2 separate regions of the Astyanax mexicanus genome follow, and region 1 is linked to region 2. The links are chromatin contacts, called in public Hi-C maps. All regions are on one chromosome and are shown on one strand. Each heading gives the region's core, a stretch centred on a gene start, on an enhancer-like site or on the middle of the called end of the contact. The rest is flanking DNA. Distances are from core to core; before and after follow the strand shown.

What was found. A called contact is a pair of places that touch in the nucleus more often than the background predicts.
Region 1: a contact with region 2 is called in a Hi-C map of muscle, with 16 times the contacts expected there. The contact joins the enhancer-like site here to the promoter of nrip2 in region 2. A contact is called at or near these places in 2 of 3 Hi-C or Micro-C datasets (both in muscle).

Annotation. Positions count from the first base shown.
Region 1 is chr2:37,461,332-37,464,177 of AstMex3_surface, forward strand. The region is part of intron 11 of itfg2 (integrin alpha FG-GAP repeat containing 2); the gene reads right to left. Among protein-coding and RNA genes, the nearest start is that of itfg2, 15 kb to the right of the region's middle. Within about 2 kb of position 1,575, the one cell type or tissue checked has an H3K27ac peak away from gene starts, as active enhancers do.
Region 2 is chr2:37,384,643-37,387,421 of AstMex3_surface, forward strand. nrip2 (nuclear receptor interacting protein 2) reads left to right here and starts at 1,511. Exons shown (of 6, transcript XM_007233693.4): 1 at 1,511-2,175. The coding sequence starts at 2,020.

The DNA of each region.
Region 1 (2,846 bases), core at 325-2,824, 77 kb after region 2:
ACTGTACGGCCATGTGAAAAAATGAAGTCACCCCATAGAAACCTTTGTATTGTTCAGCATATTTAAACATATCAATATTTTCCTTCATTTGAACGATCCTGAGAAACTGAGGTGTTATAACTAAACACATAAAACTCTATGGGCACTGTAGAGCAAGTGAAAAAAGATCACAAAATAAAAATTTAATTGTTTAAATATGTTAAACGAGACGAGAGGTTTTAATGGGGTGTCCCTATGAAATGTCCAATTTAGTCATATGACTGCATATGTAGGATCTGCATACAAAATGCTTATATATTTACTAATATACTAAAAGAAGCGTTTATTGTTTTTCTATTAAAAACTTTTCTTCCCCCACATTAAACAAATATTATTAGCAAGTCTATGGAAGGCCTTTTAATCTGGTGCACCTCATGTATGAATTTTATTAGTCAGGTTGTAAGGAGCAGTAAATCCACTCCACTTAAGTACAGCATTATACAAGAGTTTCAGTTTAGTTCTCTAGCAGGAGAACCATTAGCATTAGTGCTAATCGCGCAAAGCGTCCTGTTTGGCCGTCCAGAGGTCATATCGGCCTGTACCCTGCTGCTAACCCCGGACAGCACTGCTGGTGCACTTTTAGTATTAGTCGCTAACCACAGTGCTAGCTCTGTTGCTGTCAAGAGGCGAGTATATCAGACTCAGGGTTCCTTAGTGTAGCACAGTCGGGTGGCATTACCTGCTAACCGCTAGCAGTTTGCCGCTATGCTTATGCTCCAGCTTTAGTGGAAATCTGTAAAGCTTACTGTAAATAATCTGAAGCGCTTTACTCACTAAAATAAATGGACACACACCGGAAAGAAATCTGTATAGATTAACATCCATTGCTCGTTTGACTTGTCTGACTCACATAATTTTTTTTTTTTTTTTTTTAAGAATCAAAGTTTTGTTTACTTAACTTAGCTTAGCTTGTATGAAAATAGACCAGAAAATAGACATTTATTGATAGTGCGCCTTATAATCTGGTGCGCCTTAAGGTGTGAAAAATACGGTAATTTAAAAAATGTGGACTGTGTTTCTGAAAAATGATATAGTATTGCAAATCAAAATACTGAGATGTTTCGAAATATGTATATTTTCTTATCCTTTTATTTACTGTTTATTTTTGTGTCGTAATTTTTGGGACTACAAAATAAATTGTAGCACTATTACCCAAAAACAATCAAAAACACTCTAACATGAGCTTAAACTAAAGAATGTAATAGAGAAAATACATTAAATAAGTAAAAATGTTTATCTATTAACGAAAGAAAAGATATATTGCGCTTAGGTTGACAGTGTAAAGCTGGCACGTGATTCTATTTATCATGTCTGTTTCCCAGGCATGGACCAGTTACCAGTTACATGATTAACTGCGTCTAATAATAGAAGGTTAACCATTAAGGGAAAAACAGACTAGCACATCCCTCTAAGTCATACTTGCCCTGTTTACTTGCACGACCACTTTCAATTCCAAAACCAGAACAAATACAAGATGTTCTCTGTCCCTGTTCCTCCCTCCAGCCCTCTCTCCAGCCGCAGGCGTTCAGGCCAGCTGCGTCCCATGGCAGGCTGAGGTAATCAAGCTCTGACAATCATGTGGAGATTGAATTATTAACAAGAGCCACAGGAAGTAGCTCTGAATTTTCATTAGGAAATCTCTACATCTCAGCAGTTTCTGAGTTAAAATCCCACCCACTCACCCCCCACTCAGAGCCGTTCAGTACAAAGGATGCTGATTACTTCAAATCTTATACATTTTTCTGCACACTTGCATTAACAGTGTAGAGTAGAACACGACGCAGTTCCTTCCCTCCCACAAAAAAAACTGCTCTTTAATTCTCAAGCTGCCCCATACAGGTAGAGACCATCTGGCACAAACCAGAAGGGGGTGTGGGGGGTGGCTGAACAGTATGAGGCACATGAAACATCCAGTATGTGTCTGACAAACATACACAAGCAAAATCACTCTACTTGGACTGGACGTAATTCTAATGAAAAGGTTAAAAATGTACAGTAGAGTACTGTTTATTTATAAAGATTGACTGTTTTTTGAGTCTCTTGCACTGAAAGCTCTATGCTAACCCCTCTTAATAAACAGTGTATTATCCTTGCCTCAATAACCTAATGCTTCTGGAGCCTGACCTCCTTACTTATGAAAAAGCTCTGTCAGACTCAGTTACCATGTTTAGTTTATAGTTCATTATAAGGTTACTCATTTATTAATAGCTGATAGCTGTTGAGGTCGACCCCAAGTTATCTGTTCTTAAACCAATGCTGCTTCATGGACAAAATAACAGCAAAAATGATGACTCTTTACGTGACTGGTGATACATTAAAAACAGTACTAAACAGAGACAGGGAGGGTCACTATAGATGAAAACATTTTTTTTATCGTGATAAGCAATGTGCTTTTCTTATACTGTGGATATTGTTTGTATTTGAAGACACTGACTAACATATTTTATTATTTAAAGCATAACAACTACTGGATAACTGAACAAAGTACAGCAATTATGTGTCAAAATAAGGACTCATATTATGCTTCATGAAAATGAATCATGATACCATATTTTGTGCTAAATCTTCAACTCAATGCAAAAACTCATAGTGTGCATCATGGAGTTGGGAACTGTCAGGAACACTATGTTAGTAAAGCTATTAGGCATGTGCTGGTAAAAATCTTTTTATATTATATTATGATACTGAGAAATATAACTGATGTAACTGATTGTAATTATTAGAGATTTGTGTGTTTGTGGTTAATCATTTCAGGAATTCTTTTTTTTTTTTTTTTTTTTTAAATAAAAAGAAATCACTTGTGGCAC
Region 2 (2,779 bases), core at 261-2,760:
GTGTTTTTACAAATATATATGTATTCCATGTGCACAATTGTCATCATAGCATAAGTGGCTACATTGAAAAATGCAAAGTAAAATACATATATTTTGTTTTGTTGATCTTGATTGTGTACCACATATTTCCATATATAAAGGACATTTTTAATTATCTTTAATATTAATCTAAGGTTTAGAGTGAGGTCCTAGAAATTGATTAAGAAAAGCTGTAACCGAAAGTCTACATCTTATTCATGAGGCACAGAACTTTTCACAACTCTGCTACTACATCCTTATAAATAGAACAAATTCCAAATAAAAAAATAAACATTTGTGAATGTCCATAAAAACAGTATACAGGTATGGAAAAAATAAGAGCCACTTAAAAAATATGAGTTTCTTTGATTTTACCAAATTGTTTTTCTGGAATATAATCAAGAGGAAGATGGATGATCACAAGCCATCAAACCAAGCTAAACTGCTTGATTTTTTGCACCAGGATCGGCATAAAGTTATCCAAAAGCAGTGTGTAAGACTGGTGGAGGAGAACATGCCAAGATGTATGAAAATTTTTTCAATAATTTGATTAAAAACCAGGGTTATTCCACTAAATATAACTCTTTAGACTTCATGAATATAAGCTTGTTATAAGGTCTAAAATCTCTGCATCTTTTTCATTATTTCATCTTTTTTTTCATTTTCTGAAAATAAATGCTCTAAATGGCAATATTTTTATTTGGAATTTGGGAGAAATGTTGTCTGTAGTTTTTAGAATAAAACAACAATGTTCATGTTACTCAACCATATACCTATACCTAAATAGCAAAATCAGAGAAACTGATTCAGAAACAGAAGTGGTCTCTCATTTTTTTCCAGAGCTGTATATACACTATATGAACTCTATATGGAAAAAGCATTGGGACACATACTAATTAAGTGTTTCTTCTAAAATCGAGCTAACTGTCTCTACTGTTCTGTCATGCTTTATACTAGATTTTGAGTGGCATAGCTTTGAGAATTTGATTGCATTCACTAACAACAGGAATAATGAAGTAAGAATGTTGGATGATCCCCACCCCACCTGATCACTAACATATAGGATAGAGCAACATCATTCCAGAAAACACAGTTTCACTACTTTTTTCTTTAGGGGCTATATAAGCTGTGTATGTGTGTAAATTGGCACGTCTGTGTCAGCAATGGGTAAACCTTATAGTAGCTGAATGCATTCATTAGAAGAGGTGCCTAAAAATCGAAAGCTTTTATGTATAACCTGCATACGTAATATGTGTGTCATTGGAAGGGCATGCATTTCTCATGAGTATTCAGCATTCAATGCAAATGAATAACACCTATATAGCTACAGAGAGGGCGGGTGAGAGATAAAGGGGAAGTAGTAGGTTAGAGTGACAGAAAGTGTAAGGACGTAAGAGGGTGAGCGAGTGAGGGGGAGTGGAGAAAACAGAATGAGAGGTGGGGGCAGTGAGAAAGCTAGAGAGAGCAAGAGAGAGATAGAGAGAGAGAGAGAGAGAGAGAGAGAGAGGAGGGAGGGAGAAGAGCGCACAGCTTGTCTCTCTCTGCAGAGCTTACAAGGACAGTGAGTGTTCGCGAGAGCCAGAGAGCGAGAGCAGCACAGAGTTGAAGCTCAGCATCAGATGTGTGAGGTATCTGCTTCAGTAGCATACAGTATGACCTCCATACTGACCGTGACATACAACTGACCACACTCTCCAGCACCACGGAGAGCGAAACCATTTCATCAGGAGCATCTTTCAACAGCAGACTCTGGGGACCACAGAAGTTTCAGGACTTGTTTTTCTTATATTTTTTCATCCAGTCTAGGAATTTACTGTCCATTTTCCTCTTTTCTAGAGGAGAAAGACTGTGTTTTTTACAGTGGTACCCTTGCGCTCTGGAATACACGTCTGAATGAGAGTGTGTGCAAGCCTCTCTAAGCTCCAGGGTCATTGCTGAAGGAAGCACTGGTGATAGAAAGCTCTGCAGCCACAGTCCTGGTGTGTAAAAGACTGCTTGACCATGAGTGAATCTAAGAAGAGCGAGGTGGATCTGAGGGACAAAGCCATCATGCACCAGCAGAGGCGGCTGAAACAGGCCACGCAGTTCACACACAAGGACTCGGCCGACCTGCTGCCCCTGGACGGCCTCAAGAGGCTGGGCACTTCTAAAGACTTGGTGAGTGTCTTTAGAGTCCATTATTCACAAACAGTAAACAAGAATGGAGGGATAATAAGATTATAGAATATGAATAAATTGATGGGATGAGTGGTGAGATGACAGGGGGAGATTAGTAGTAGTTAGTAGTGAGAAGGTAAAATAAAAAGGTCATAGTCTAGCTCCTAGGCTATATGACTATATTTATTATTATTGTAATAAATTAACCACAGTATGATTTTCTAATTATTATAGTTTGGATATTTTTAGCAGGACTGTCAAAATTAATTATCCTATCTGATTTATTGAACAATATATGGACATGACCTCAATAAAACTTCACTATGACTTTAATATTGCCCTTAGTATTTACCTAACAAAGAAAGTTCATAAATATGAATGAGCTGGTTCGCCAACTTAGTTACTAAAACAAAAAAAATATGGTTTTATGTTATTTATGTTTCTTATGTTTTTTGTACATACCAGTCCCAAATGTCTGAATATTATTATTAATAATAAAAAAATAATAATAAATTAACATTTTAACAAAGTTTTAAAAAAATGAACAATTGCAGTATTATGCTGTAATAGTACCATTATATAATTGGCATACAATTATAATAAT